Regions from separate parts of the Cyclopterus lumpus genome. Here region 2 is linked to region 1. A link is a contact called in public Hi-C data. All regions are on one chromosome and are shown on one strand. The core of a region is the stretch at or near the end of the contact, and the rest is flanking DNA. Distances in the headings are between cores, read along the strand shown.

The links. Hi-C and Micro-C count contacts between places; a contact is called where the count stands out from the background.
Region 2: a Hi-C map of muscle shows a contact between it and region 1, with 2.4 times the contacts expected there. The contact joins the promoter of zfhx4 here to the promoter of LOC117749760 in region 1. A contact is called at or near these places in 2 of 2 Hi-C or Micro-C datasets (both in muscle).

Annotation. Positions count from the first base shown.
Region 1 is chr20:11,772,560-11,780,231 of fCycLum1.pri, reverse strand. LOC117749760 (polyamine-modulated factor 1-binding protein 1-like) reads left to right here and starts at 3,843. Exons shown (of 8, transcript XM_034560498.1): 1 at 3,843-3,917; 2 at 6,366-6,477. The coding sequence starts at 3,871.
Region 2 is chr20:11,940,957-11,948,628 of fCycLum1.pri, reverse strand. It overlaps zfhx4 (zinc finger homeobox protein 4), which reads left to right and starts at 2,668. Exons shown (of 14, transcript XM_034560302.1): 1 at 2,668-3,019.

The DNA of each region.
Region 1 (7,672 bases), core at 2,594-5,093:
CTAACTGCATGCATTTTCCCACTTCACTAGATATTATGTTTCTTACTAAATAGTCGGTCCAGAGAGTAAATCACACACTATTGTATATGTGGCTCATTTGAACTAATTTGTGGCTTGGTTTTTTAAAATATATTCAGACAACAAATAGAAAAGTTGTGTTACTAAGATTGTGTTAATAATCAGATTCACAGAAAACGGTATGATTTATAATCTAAATGGCTGGTTAATTGTTTGGGACATTTCATTTTTTTATAGGACCTTCCTATGAAAATCAAGCAAGGATGGATGTTTAAAATATTCAAATATGGCTGATGGAGTCATCTTCCATCGTAAATAAGATGTGTTGTAAGGTTGTCTGTAATGTGAAATAAATGTGATGCTGTGTGACCACAAATGAAATAACAGCATAAACAAAAACACAATATCCATATTTCCACACTTCCACAAAAACAGAAATGTGATATTACCACCCCTCTGTGCTGCTGATGTGCATCTGCCTAAAGATGATGAAATCATTATTGTGTGTGTGTGTGTGTGTGTGTGTGTGTGTGTGTGTGTGTGCTGCTATCCAATCTGGATCCCTGGACGCACACGTGCACATGCCTCTCTCCTCCAATTCACCTCTATTACTAGCTATAATCCCATTTCACACTCTATCGATCCCCAAAACTGTTGTTCACCGGAACCAGCAGCAAACACCGACATTTCTCCCCATCATTTCACCACCATTGTTCTTTATTACACAAAGAAGACCCCCTTTTGTCTCAGAGCAAACTTGGCCCCGGTGAAATATGAATTATAAATGTATGGCTAATAAAAGAGAAGTGGGGAAAGAGAACGAGAGAGAGAGAGAGAGAGAGATAGCGATATAGAGAGAAGTGGTTGGTAGAAACATCAGAGAAAATGACTCCTTTACAAGAGTCTATTGATCAGTTTCTATCAAAGGGGGATGTCAGACATGAGATTACCTGGCAGTTTGAGCATTAGGTGCCGTGTGTTATAGCCCCGGGCCCTTGTACCGCTGCCAGAGGATTGTAAATAAAGCGAGGAGAGAGCAAGAGGGGAGTGTGTTGGGGTGAATGTGTGTGTGAGTTTGAGATGCTATGGGAGTGTGTGTTGCTCTTTGTCTTTGTTAGTGTTCACTGTTGTGTGCATATGATTTATTTTTATTTTTTTCTTCTCCTGGTGTATTTGTGTGCGTGACTGTGTGCGGCTGTGCGCCTGCACCTTTTGGCTTATACCCAAAAGCAGTGTTGCAAGCCCATGAAACTTCAGAAAGAGAGGGAGTGAGTCTAGGGAGGCTTTGGGACGTCTCTCGGGAGCACCTTAGCCCGCTACGAATCCCCCAACAAAGCCAAAGGAAGCCCTTATGAAGCCTTATGAAGCTTTTATGAGGGGCGGGCAGGGCCCAGCCCAGCTCCAACCACTGATTCCGGGTTAGCCGGGTTCTCGTCCCTCTCATGTTAAAGGTTAGCTATGAGAGCGGGGTAATCTGACTGCAGATGTGTGATTATAAACTGATGCTGTATGATGGGCTTCGAAGCCCTTTTGAAGGCATTGAGAAGGAGAGATTAGATTATGAACTAATGTCATACCTTAAATTGTGAAGCCCGTGTTAAAGGGTTGAGAAAGTAAAAGACCCACTGCGTGGTTCGGCTCGATTTCACTCACCCTTGGTACCAGGTCCTTCTCTCTATTTTGTATTCCACTGCCGATAGTACCCACTCAGTGTAGGCCAGATTCTCACCTGATCGCTGTGAAACAGCCTGACATCGTCTTCAACGCAACATCCGCTGAATCCTTCCATTGGCAACCAAACCAAAGTCAAATGTATGGCATAGAAAAGATCTGGAGAGAGTGAATACAAATCAAATTGCCGTCAGTATTGACGGTAGCTTGGCGGGTTTTCGCGCAAGTGACCAGTCAGTGTTCTAATATCGGCTCGGCTCACTTGGGAAAAAAAGTACTATCCACAACTTCTGCTCATGGAAAACCAAAAAAGAGGGAGTTAAGTAGAGCCATGGAGTGGAAATGCAGAATCTATTTTAAGCTATTAAGAAAAATTGATTGCTGAGAAATCCACAATCCTCTGCGGATCCTCTTTTATTGTGGGACATTTTGGCAGCATTTGGTCATCAAACTAAGCTAAATATACCACACATCTTATTGAAACTCCTGCTGTATGTCTGTATGTTTGCTGCTTCCTACTTTATATTTCTTAATTTTTTTTTTATATAGAAAGCTGTCTCACCTTCCACTTCATTTTCTGTGTGTGTGTGCGCGCGTGTGTGTGCAAATAGGAGAGCTTATGTAAACGGTCAATCTATGCAGCTAATTGCTCTCTGTGGCCTCCACTGGTGGGAGGTGTCACGGAGGTCACCTCAAAACTAATGCTTTAATTGCGAATTTGATCTCACACTCTAGTTTTCATGTCTCTGCTTTATTGATTATTGAGATTCAGAACAAACTTTCACCTTGAGAGTTAGTGAAATAGCCGCGGTAGAGATGCATGCACACACAAATAAGAGTGTTTTTGCATTGTTAAATATTTAGCAATTCCAGTTGCAGCTTCAATTTTCCTAGGGCTTCAGTTTAAACAGTTTGGATGCTGCAAAATCATAAATGAATCATGGCTTTAATAAATGTAGATTTTCTTTTCTCCTCTCCCTCCGTTCTGCTATTGGTTTTTAGCTTCTCCCTGTTCAGTCTGTCCCACCACCACCGTCACCGTGTGGTGCGGGGCCCGAAAAGCATCACAGCAATACACTAAACATTTCTCTATTTCTATTTCGCACACAAATACACTTGCACACCCACAAAGTCAAGGTCCGTCCTGTAAATATTCAACACACACACACACGCACGCACACACACACACGCTCACACACACACACACGCACACACACACACACACACACACGCACATACTCAGGAGTGCACCTCTACATATTCAGCGCACACACCTCCTCAATATTCACTAGCCTTGACCACCGATGGCTGACAGTTTATGTTATATTCAATGAATACTGAATGTAGTGAAAAAGCTTCAAGAGCTATGAAGAAACATTGACTCGCAAAACGGCATAAAGAACAAAAGAAAAGCAGGGGTGGGGGGGGGTCAAATCCTACATTTTAAATTCAAACTGAGAAGGGCCTGCATAAGCAAAGCTAACCAAGGAACCGCTCAATGTGCTAAACTACTAAGTGTAGGACAATGGGGTTTTATTGCATGTAGACGGAGGGGACGGCGGAAAAAGGAACGTGATTGAAGGGATGCAGTCAGATAGTAGGAGCCCTCGCGGCTTGCTCAAGGTGAAGAGTGCCATCTATTGACAGAGTCGGGGAGCGCTCGTTTTTGTCTCAACAAAAGGGCTGCTGCCTCGTCTAAGTGCGAGCGGTGCAATACTTTCACTTCCACCTTCTCTGCCTCTGAAAGGCATTCGGCGCTTTCGTCTGCGGCGGAGTTCGTTTTGCTTTGACGGCGGCTCGCAGTTCATATTTTCACGCTGAACTTGACGAGGATCAATAATCACCTCTGTGTATTCGAGTTGTGTCAATCATTCTTTAAACCGTGGTCTGCTGCAGCATGTAAGGTACTGTATATACATATAAATACATGTTCTTGTGTTCCTTATTTCTTTCTTCAAATGAATTAGAAAACAAAATGAATACATCCGACAATTTCATACCTCTGTTAGAATCTATATTTTTTTCTTTCCAATGGCCATTTGAATACTCTTCAATAAATCCTAACCAGCAGCCGCTGAAGTGAACTGTTGCTCTTCACCTCACACTTTTCTGCCCCTGTCTTTCCTCTCTCTCTCCTGCTCAGTGGAGGAGTTGGCAGCCCGTGCAGAGGAGGCGAGGCGGATGGAGGGGTGCCTGAATGAGGGAAAGCTAGCAGAGGAGAAAATAAGGTAAAAAGGGAAAGAGGGAGTGAGGGAAAGGAGCTTCCTCTCTTATCCTATTTCCCATGGTCCCCTGTGTAAACTCAGTAATCAAAAACATTTAGCTTTTTCGCATGCGGCTTACAGTAGGCTGTATAACTAAACATGTGTTGAACAGAACCGCCCTAAGCTCTAAATACGTGCATTGTTTAAGAGAGTCTTCAAAGCAAAGTGCCTAACTTTTTATTATTTCTGAAGATTTGGATATCCCAGCGGAAAATGAACTTCTGTTCCCGAGTGAATCTAACAAAACTCCAAACGTGTATTGATGTGACACGGTGGGTAAGCAGCTGTTGGGTCGTGGAGTTCAGAGTTCAGAGGCGAGACCCCCGGTTGACCCCCGTGTGTCACCAGAGCTGCGGTGATGACATCAGCAAGCATGTATCACCCAGTGGAGTGTGTGTTTGTGTGCGTCTGTTTGTGCGCACATAGTTGTGGTTGTGGCTTTGGCTTCGACACGACCAAACTGCAACGGCCTCCTATGGGGAGTTTCATGGTTAAGTTGAGCCATGGAACATTTTCATCCTCAACCGACAATTTAAAAAAACTCTGCATGGAGACTTTATAGGTTACATTATGAATTATTACATTTTATTACATTTAAACCAATTTTAGGTAGTGAATGGTAAAACAATCGCTGTGTCTGCATATTATATCCATTTGCAGAACCATGCTGTTTACTGTTAACCCAGTATTATCTAATAACTGCAAAGACATGAAAGGTTTTTAAGCAACAACACCATACTAATGGCTTCCATCTGTGCTGTGGGAAATCCCCTCCTTTCTCCACAGGATGCCTCCTCTCTTCCTTTCCTTTCTCTTTTCCACTCTGTTCATCCTATCCTGTGTTCTCTCCATGGGCCAATCTATCAGGCATTCTCTCTTGTTGTTTCGGCCGTTCTGCCTTCGCTTTTACGACCGCTGAGTTACTCTATTAGTTTTAAGCTCAGTGCTGAAACATGTAGTAAATTATTCTATATATTGAGACACTATAATTTATGAGGATACATTTTAGAATGTAAATATATATAAATATAAATGTATTGGTTTGAAAAAGATAATTAATTAAAATCCCCAAGCTTTTGCCTCAAAACCGCTATTGATTGACTTTCTTGAATCATTACATGATGAATACTTTACTTTTCTTTCTATTAAAGATGTTAAAAAACTCAAAAATACCTCAAATTTAAGCTGAAATGATTTGCCAATCAGTTGATTGATTAAACAAAATAAAAATGAATTGGCAATAATTTTGATTAATTATTTAAGTTGTAAAAATGCCAAATAGTTTACATCCCAGCTTCTTAAATGTGAACGTTTTCCCTAGAAACTAAATAGAAATAAATACTTTTGGGTTTTGGACTATGGGTTGGAAAGAATATGAAGTGATTAATTTATTGACAGAGAAAACAATCAGCACATTTATCAATAATAAAAAAAATTGATAGTTGCTGCCTGAAAAAAAGTAGAATCTAATAACTTGTGATAGGTCAAGGTTTTTGGTAGTCAATTGCCTAAATCATTAACTGAAAAAATAACAAATGATGTATATAGAGAGAGGGGTAGATATTGAACAATACATAATGTATTGGGTATTTTTTACATGTGTGAAAAACTAATGGTCAAATACCTGACTTCGTGGTCTTTCACTGCATAGTCATTAACCTTTTTTTGTTGCTGTAAAATCTATAATATATGAACTTTAGTTCACTGTCCCAAAACCAAGCCGAAATATTTTTTATATACATTTTCATTTGCTTTTTGAGGTTTGGGTCAAGAGTGGGGCTGGTTTGTTTTGGTGAGTGTGTGTATGTGTGTGTGTGTGTGTGTGTGTGTGTGAAGAAGGTTGGTGGGGGTGTTGAGGCTCACTGAGCGGCCAAAGCGAAGCTGTGGAGGGAGGTTTGTGGAAATGGTAATCATTTGTCGTATTGATCTCGCTGTAGCCAGGGCAGCTGGCACACACAAACTTGCTCGCACACGTGTACACACACACTTGCAGACACTAACTGACTCACATACACACAGACGCACAGTTGCGTGGCAGGAATAGACCCCCTCATATTGATCCCCTTCACATTCCCTTAGCTCGGGTGCCACACACACCTACACACACACACACACACACACGCACACACACGCAAACACACACACGCATACTCATACTTGCTGCGCCTGTTCAAACACACCCACAGATCTTGATTTTGGATAAACTTCATATTGAATTAAATACTTAAAATGTGTTTGTCTTTCGGATGGTATATTATATTAGTATTAATGAAGTGAAAATATTTAAATGATCAAAAAAAACTATACTAAATTATAGTGACTGATATATCCGACTGTTTAAAAAAATAATAATAAATACCTTATTCTAGTTCTAGTATTGTGCTACATGTAATTGTTGTGTTGTGTGTGCAGGTCAATGGCTGTGAGGCTGCACACAGAAGTGTCAGAGCTCAGGAGGAATCTTCAGCAGGCTGTCGATCACAAACTCAGGGCAGAGCGAGAGAAACAGGATGCCCAGGAAGAGGTGAATACATGCACACCAGACCTGAGTGACACAGCTTCTGACAATAATTCTGAGCATTTGTTTGAATTGGCTTGAAACACAGCGCAGGTGAGGTGTTTGTCATCTAAGATGCTCACAGAAAGCTGTGCCAATTTGACCACTTAACATCACTTAAACGTAATCTAATCCTTCTGGCCAGTAGCGTATTGATTTTAGTCGGTGACCCTATGAGGTAGGTCTACCGTACTAAATAAACGGGTATACTAAGACGCATATGTGAAAGTTTTCTCTTCTCACATCTCCTCCCATGCCCTCCAAGGTCTTCCTCTCCTCTCCTTCCCTCCTCTACCCTACCCTCTCCTCCCCCCAGGTACCTTTTTGATGATTAGTGGCATATATCCGGTGCTAGAGCCCGGATTATCTTGTCCAAGAGAAGGAGGGGTGTATGCGGGACCTAAACCTGGCAAGGTGATTTGGAGCGTTAATTCCTGGGTGTAATATTCCCTGATATTCCCTAATGTTCTGGCTGGGAGCGAAGGGGGAGGGCGTCTCAGGGGAGAGCAGTTGTCAGAGCTGAGCCGCCGCTGTACAAAGGCAGAATGGATAATTAAGGGTAAAGCCAGGACGGGGAACTGATGTTCATTTAGATTCGACAAACTTTGAATTCCGTCCTAAGCTCCTGTGCTCTCTTGGATCTTGATTTTGCATTTTGTTCTAATAGTTACTCCTTTTCTTCTTTCCCTTTGCCTCTCTTTCTTTCTTTTCCTCTCTGCATTCTCCTGTTCTCTGTCCCTCTCTTTTTTCTCACCCTTTCTTCCATACGGTTTCCCCGTCTCTCCCTTTCACTCGCTCTTCCTCACCTCACTCTTTCTTCCACTCCGTCCTTGTGAATAATGCAGCCCACATAGCATGGCTCTCCTTTTTCTCTTAACATTAGTGCACCAGGGTTTGACAATAGTGATTGCCCAGGGCCAGTAAGACACTGACTTAGGCCAGACGATCGGTCAGTCAGTAGCCAAGCCAGTGCTCGCGAAGAGTTCTTCAGCTATTTCTCAACTGTTAAAAATCCTTTTACGTCGGCGTTAGCTGTGTGACTGCTGAGAGAGTAGCGGGCTTCCACTCTGGCTTTAGTTTGGCTTACGCCGGGGAGGGATCTTTGTTTGTGTGTGTGTGTGTGTCAGTTTGTCTGTCTGCATATAATCTTATATACTACTGG
Region 2 (7,672 bases), core at 1,419-3,918, 170 kb before region 1:
CGCCGACGCATAGGACAAACGAGGTAGCTGGAAACACCGACCAGGTGACCGTTTGGTGTAAACACCAGGACGGACTACGTTATTATTATTATTTGTTTAAATTATAACATAATCTAACGTCACATAAATTCAGGTTTTCAGTTTGTTTTCGGAGAATATATCGATGGACCAACAATGCTTCCATCCCAGGGCATCTCTCGCTGTGCCAATAGATCTCCGGACGATTCAAAGTTATTGATCCACTGAAGTGCCATCAGATCACTATAGTTCAACGCTACCTTTCATATGTCACTAGATGAATTATAAAATAAAAACAAAATGCCCTTTAATTACACAATAATTAAAAGATGTTAATGTTTCTAGTGATGCCACTTCGACATTTAATTTGCTTTACACAATACAAATACTCGCACTCTCGAGCGCGCACACAAAAGCAGTCACACACCGACACCAGACCGGAGTTTACAGATACAAATCTATAATTAACTGAGGATGCTGCTGATATGGAAATTGGGTGAAATATTAGTTAACGCGGTCTATTGTCAAGCGGTCCCCCAGAGAAAGAGCTTCGTCTGCAGGGAGAGAGGGAGGGTGCACACCGGGGGGATTTACAGCACGCAGGAGGTTAAGATAAGCGGTAGCCTATAACAGTTCTCTAAATCCGCTTTGTACTTTCTCCTTTTTCTCTTTGAAAACCAATAAAATAGCAAACGCAACTCCGCTGAAAACGTCAGCAGCGAGCACACATTTAACCAGAGAAACAGGGCAATGAGTATCCTTTCGGAGAAATGGAGATCTACTCGTATACAACAAGACAAATCACGCCGGTTTATGGCTACTAAAGTGCTCCGTTTAGGTGTATAATGTCGCGAAGGAGAAATAGGTCCACTCCATACAGCTTTGAGAAGCTCGACGCGCGGCCCCGGTGGACCTTTTTTTGCGCGTCCGCTGCAGCAGCGGGTTGACTGGACTCTCCAAGCCGTCTGTGAGCGACGCCTCCCAAGGCGGACGGGCTAGAAAACCCCCCTGGAGGACAGGGAGGTAGCTGCAGCAGTAGCGGCAGCAGCAGGAGCCTTGGATCCGGGTGAAAAGTGACGCCTCTGTTCCTCACCTCGACCCACCCACCCCCTTTGTCAGTAACCTCTTTAAACTCAGAATAAACAGCCGCGGGTCGGGTCGGACTCGGATCTCTTGGCTTCTTAAGGATCCAGTTGGTGCGGGTGCAGTCCAGTCAATGTGGCTGTAAAGTAGACCTAGTAGTTCACTTGCCAGCAGCAGCCTTATCATCACATCCCAAGCCCCGGCTCATGCAGTTCAATTCACCCCCAGCTTCGATTTTTTTCTTCTTCCCATGAAGGCGACCAAGATCTCTTGATTTTCTCCCCGATTGAGACTGTAAAGTCTTCTTCGTGCCCAAAAGCCACTATTAAGAGACCGGGGGGAAACACACAGTAAACGGTTTGCATTGACAGGATGTAGGGCCAACAGAGCGATGCACTTTGTAACGACACTAAATGTAAACGCCAGTGAATGGAGCTTTGAATAGAGAGGGGGATTTTTGTGTGACCCTGTATTGGATTTTGCAGTGTGGTGCTATTGAACCCACACGGGGCCTCAGCGGTCCCGAAAGGGCAGTGATGACTGTACAATATGTGGTGGATTACTATGATGCTTTGTGGCTTTGGTTTTTTTTAACCTCGGACGTTAATATGTGACATGTATGCAACATATCGAATACAGCATCCTCAATCCAAGAAAAACAAAACGACTATATTATTAGAGAATACAATACAAAGACCAGACTTCGCTCACGTGTGTGAATGCGTTTCCTGCATTATGTTACCTATAAATGCATTGTAATCTGTGTGCAGGCCCGTTTTGATGCGCGACAATACTTTTGTTGTGATTTTGATTCCCTCCCGAAGTTGATTTTTGTTCCTTTTTTCAGCCACATTGCTGATAATTACAACAACAAAAAAAGAGTTATTCCACAAAGTCTATATTCAGTCATTAATTTTAATAAATTGTTCCAAACTCATGGAAAGTCACTTTTTAATATTGATGGAACAATTTCTGCGAATACGCAAAGACTTTCCTTCTGCGCATCTTAGAAAAAGTAAATCACCTGTGGTGCCATAATCAATACAATCAATGTAATACATAAATGAGCATCGCGGGCAGAACAAGATACTAATCGTGTATTTTCTAAATTGGGATTAAAGGGGAACTGTGTTGCGCTTCGACACCATTTGCAGAAAAAGATGATTTATAAGTACTTGTAAGTCATTCTGAGTCCAGCCTGTTTGGTGTGCAGGAAGCGGTTGTCCATTGTTCTACATTTTGGAGAGAAACCATAGAAAAGGTTTTTGTTTTTTTTTGTCCTGCCCGCATAGACCTCTGCGGCCGCCAGGGCTCCGTGTGCGCGTCATTTGCAATGTGGAGACTGTTGATCAACTCACTAATTACACTTCTCTCCTCTCTCTCCCTCCCTCTCCGTCTCTCTTTTGCTCCCTCCCTCTCTCTCTCTCTCTCCCACCCTCCCTCTCTCTTTCTCTCTCTCTCTCTCTCTCTCATTCGCTCTCTCTCTCTCTCTCTCTCTGTCTCTCTACCCATTCCCAGAGTGCATATCGGGAAATAGACACACAAAGACATGCGCACTCAACTTAATCAGCCATTTTTTTAAACAGGGCTAAAACGATAATAATTAGCAGAATAAAGACATATCGGATTTTCATTTCCTTTCCTCCGTTTCCCGACCCCTGTCCACAAGAGATACTGCGAGGCAGCCCGTCGACACGTCGTTTCACCGCCACCGGAACCAAAATAAGGGATAGCTCTCCAAACGCTTGACATTTGTGGTTTTACCCCCTTTTCCCAATATAAAGTTGGAGGATTATTGTAATTTTCCCTGTTTTTCCACGTTTTGATTGTCCACTTACGCAAGCCGCTGGATGTGACTGTTTTAAAAACCCGAGAGCAAAGAGAGAAGCGGAGGTGACGGCTTTGGAGGGGGAAGAAAGTAAGTTTTTTTTCCTTCCTTTCCACCTCTCCCTTTAACTTTTATTGAGTAGTTTCGGGTGTGTGTTAAATATAGGGGTCGGGTATCGATTATCTATCTCGCTGGTGGATCTTTGACATCGGGGCTGTTCGGATAACAGGTGTTGTGTGTTTTTAGTCCAGAATAAAGGCGGATATCGTGATGTTAGTGCCACTCCGGAGCTTTGCCTCTACAACGAGCGGCTGACAGGGTCGGAGGCGTTCTCACGCATGTGTCCGTGCTGTTGCTGTGGCTCATCACGTCCATTCCTGTCTTTTGCAAAGTTTATACTATTGTTCCGGAGATTTGCGTGGCAGAACAGATGCATTGAACACTCTCCACGTTAGCCGTAACGAGACGAGCGTTTCTCCCCGGCTTGGTGGCTTTGCAGTGCGGATGTGGTGTTGCCTTTTTCCAGGAGTGCGATCCCTCGGACATGTCCTCTTTCAGCTGGGGGACTCCGGCTTGATGCCCCCCCCCCCCCCACACACACACACCCATACCCCCCCCACAACCCCACCACCCAACACACACTGCCGACTCATTTTGTTCTGTCCCCAGCCCTCAGATGTTTAAGAGATAATGCGGATGCACCGCTCCGCTCAGCGCCAGTTTTGAGCACATCGGGTTCCATGCACCTTCCAGGCATTCACGGCCGAAGTCTCCCGACACGACCCCCCCCCCCACCCCTTTCGTGTGAATAAGTGCATCTAGTTCACGGGTCGAAGTAATACATTTTGTTTCACGGTCGTTCCGAGAGAAGGAGCCGTGTGCCGGTCCTCTTTACCTGCAGCGCTCGAAAAGAAGTCTCACTTTGCCGAGGCGTGGGTGGCTGCGGCGCCCAAGGAGGGAGACCGATCGTCGGGCTGCTGAGAGCACGGCGAGTCCCTTTCGAGCCAGCCACCTCCTGTCTTTTTTTGTCTTTCGCACCGGCATGTGACACAACCAGAGAATGCATCGCAAAACTCATATACGCTGTTGTTATTTTTTTCAGAGGAACACGTTTTTTTATTTCCACCTTCCATCCATGGGCTATAAGTTGCATTTGACTCGGTCCCCATTCGCGTCGGTGGGTTTATAATATTCCCTTCAATTCATTCTCTCTCTCTTTCTTAATTTCCAGAGACGCGGGGTTGCAACGTCTTCTTTAAGTTGTCGGGTGGTGTTGTTTGTATCTGTTTAGTGGAACCAGATGGCAGAGGTAGGAGTTGTCAGGTATTTTTGCGCCCTGATGGCAGTTTTTTTTTTTTTTAATTTTTTTTTTTTTTTGGTAGGTAGACTTGGCTTAGATTGGGACGCGACAGTGACAGGGCGGTACATCGATCGCACAGGAGGAAAAAACAAAACATCAGGGCCAAAGGGGGCCAGTCAGTCTCCAACCCGGGTATGTAACGGTGTAGTGAGTGTGTGTGCGTGGAGAGACAAATGAACGGTGCACAGGGTAGACGACCTTTTTACAGGACGGTGTATTTATACACGGCTTTTCTGACTTTTTATATATATGGATGTCAGAGCGTATTTATCCCCGAACAGAATGTGTTATTCTTTTTTATTGGTTTGGATTATTGAATGCGTACAGGTTTTTATTGACAGACTGTAAGCCTACATTTTCAATCAAAATACGGGGTTTTCTGTCGAATCTCCAACCGCAAATACGTACCGGGTATCACTGTTTTAATAATGGGAATTCATAAATTCTATTATTATTGGTATTATTATGATTTTCTATTTATTATTACTGGATGTGGATACCTTACCTGATGTTTAAATTTACAAAGAAAATTTGATAAAAACATTCCTGATTTCTATCAATTAATTGTGATTAAAATCTGATCAATTTTACAGATTGCTAAAATATTAACAATTATGTTTTTTGTAGGGGACTGGAAGGATCTTCTTTTTAATCATATGATTTAATTGCATCTGCATAAAATCCCTGATTTCCTTACAGAAATGCAGCCCAGGCCTTATGATTAAAAAAATCAAAAAAGTGAAATTATGAGAGGAGATAATCCTGTCTAATTGCAGTGAATTTCATCAGTTAACGACGGTATTGTCTCACTCTATAATAACACAATCTCTATGTTATCTTTCTTGTCTTGCAAATGAGAGAATTTCTGAGCTTTATGTTTGCATAAGCCCAGGCCCCTTGTTTTTGTTTTTCTGTGGTGTCTCAGTGCTATCAAAGGCTGGGTGTGTATATCTCTGCATGTTAGTTAAGCAGCTTGTAACATTCATTTTACCCGTAGCAGTCGAGGGTATGGATACAAAAACATATAGTGTGAAAGATGGGCTGACAGCCCTGGGAGGACAATAGCTGTTGGCTTGAAAATGCTCCTTGATTATTAAAAGCTAATGCATTTTCAGCATTGCAGCCTTCATTAAGGGTGCAGATAGAGGGGGGTAGTGTGGAGGGGGAGAGGGATGAGAGGGTACTGGGAGGAGGAGAAGATGGGAGAGGGGGAGAGTGAGGGAGACAGGGGCTGAGTCTGTCCTATAACTCCTGGGCCCAAGACACATGCAGCAAGAAGATTGGCTCGGGCCTCTCCTAGGGGTCGACAATGTGTCATTTCCACCCGGCTAGATTGCCCTCTGCCTATCTGATATTAATGTGCAAATCAATATTTCAGGGATTAAATTTCCCTTCTTCATTTTTTATGGTTTCTACCTCAATAAGTCTCCCGTCTAATAGAGGAGGCTGGATGATTTAGAAGCCTCTGCTGCAGAAAGGGAGAGGGAGAGAGAAAGAAATAGAGAGGAGCTTTGCAACAAGGCTATCGCTGCATTTTAATGTTCGTCTTCGTGGATCCCCCATAGGCCCTTAGTAAAGAGGGCTGTATCGCTGCTTTACAGTGTAAAGACAGCCAATTTGACTAAAAGGGCAGAAAGGGAAAATATGAGTCCGGTTGAATACTTAAGACGCTGTGGTAATCCGAGTAGCAGGTATTAGTGAAGGGGAGCTCCCCCCTCAAACACACACACACACACACACACACACACAGAGTTACATCCAAACCTGCATTACCAGCCGTCACGCTTCAGCGAACAGTATAGCTTACCACAAGCTGGACTGCTATAACAATATATTTTTTCTTCTTCTCTTTCTCCTCCACTTTTTGCCTCTTCTTTTGCATAGAAGCCCCATCGACAGAGATTTACTCTCCTGCGTAATAACATCTGGCATATGTGTATGATAGAAATGAATCACTCTGACACAATGACCTGTGTATGATTATTGGGGAAGGGAGGAGCGTATTACCATAGTCATAATACTGCATCTCATTGATAGTCAACTAAATGAGCTTGGACCCTTTGACTCCCCATAGACATTCATTAAGGGACAGTGCACACAGCGGCGTCTGTCTGCGAATAGGTGTGTGTCTGCATGTGTGTTTATTTAATCCTCCTTCCTGTACCATCTGGTGCGTGTGTGTATGCATGTATATGTGCGTGTCCAGCAGCAGCAGCACAGTGTGAATTTCCCCCCACTCAGCCCCCAACACCCCCCACACACACACACATTCAGCTTTTGCAGCAGAGCAGAGTAGACTGTTTTAACATACCCTCGATAGGGAGAGTGTCAGCGAGTAAAAACACGGAAAGAGAGGGAGAAAGAGACAGAGGAATAGGCACAAAAGAGCTCTAATTGTAGCACGACCGCTTGGCTTCCTCCCTGATTCACGGCCATTACGATGTGAAAAGCACAACCGCCTGTCCTCCATTATCAAAACGGCAGGCCTACACACACTCTCACATCCATAATTTTTGTCTCTTATCTATGGCTCAAATAACTGCTATCATTCTGGTCACCAGCTTTGAGGAGATTCAATATTGAACGTATCCAGCGTTCTCCTCACACAGACGGTGAGTGGTTGAATTTACAAAGAAAAAATAAATTCTTAATATTAAGGCATCCAAGCTGGATCATCATTATTTGAGTCTGACGGGCCGAGTTGTCTTTTTAGGATCCTCTCTCTCACACTGTTTCTAATGGATAGTGTTTTATGCAACATGTATTATGCAACTGTTCAAAGCATCTAGTTTTTGATGCAAAGAGCTATCTAACAGCTGAATATTTTAGATGGATCAAGGTGTGATATTCTCTTTATGGTTAGGTAGTGTGTGTGTGTGTGTGTGTGTTTTTTTTTGTGAGAGGTGACGGTCTGCAGTAGTAGTGTCAAGGTCTCCTGGCTCAGCGAGGCCTGTAGGGGGAGAAGCTAAGAAGTCCGCAACAGCTCAGCATTATGTCTCAGAGAGGGGGGGCTTCCTTTGTCAGCCCTGGGGCACCACTGCTAACACACACTTTCTCTCTATCACACACACTGAGCGAGAGGCGGAGGAGGGTTAAAGACTTGGAACGAGATCAAGCCCCTCCGTAGCTCCCAGGGAGGGTACTTGTGAATATTCGACTTTTAGTGTAATTAGCACTTAATTATATTAACATATGCAAATTGTCAGGCGGCGAGCTTGTACCGCCGGTGGGTATCGGCTGAGATACAAGTGACTCTATTGTACCACCACGGCAGAAAAAAGAATAATGGGTGTGTGTAAGGCAACCAGCCAGCAGCCAGCCCCCCGTGCTAGCACATAACCAGCTATATAGCTCATTTAAATCTCTGGCTGGCCGCTTTGCCA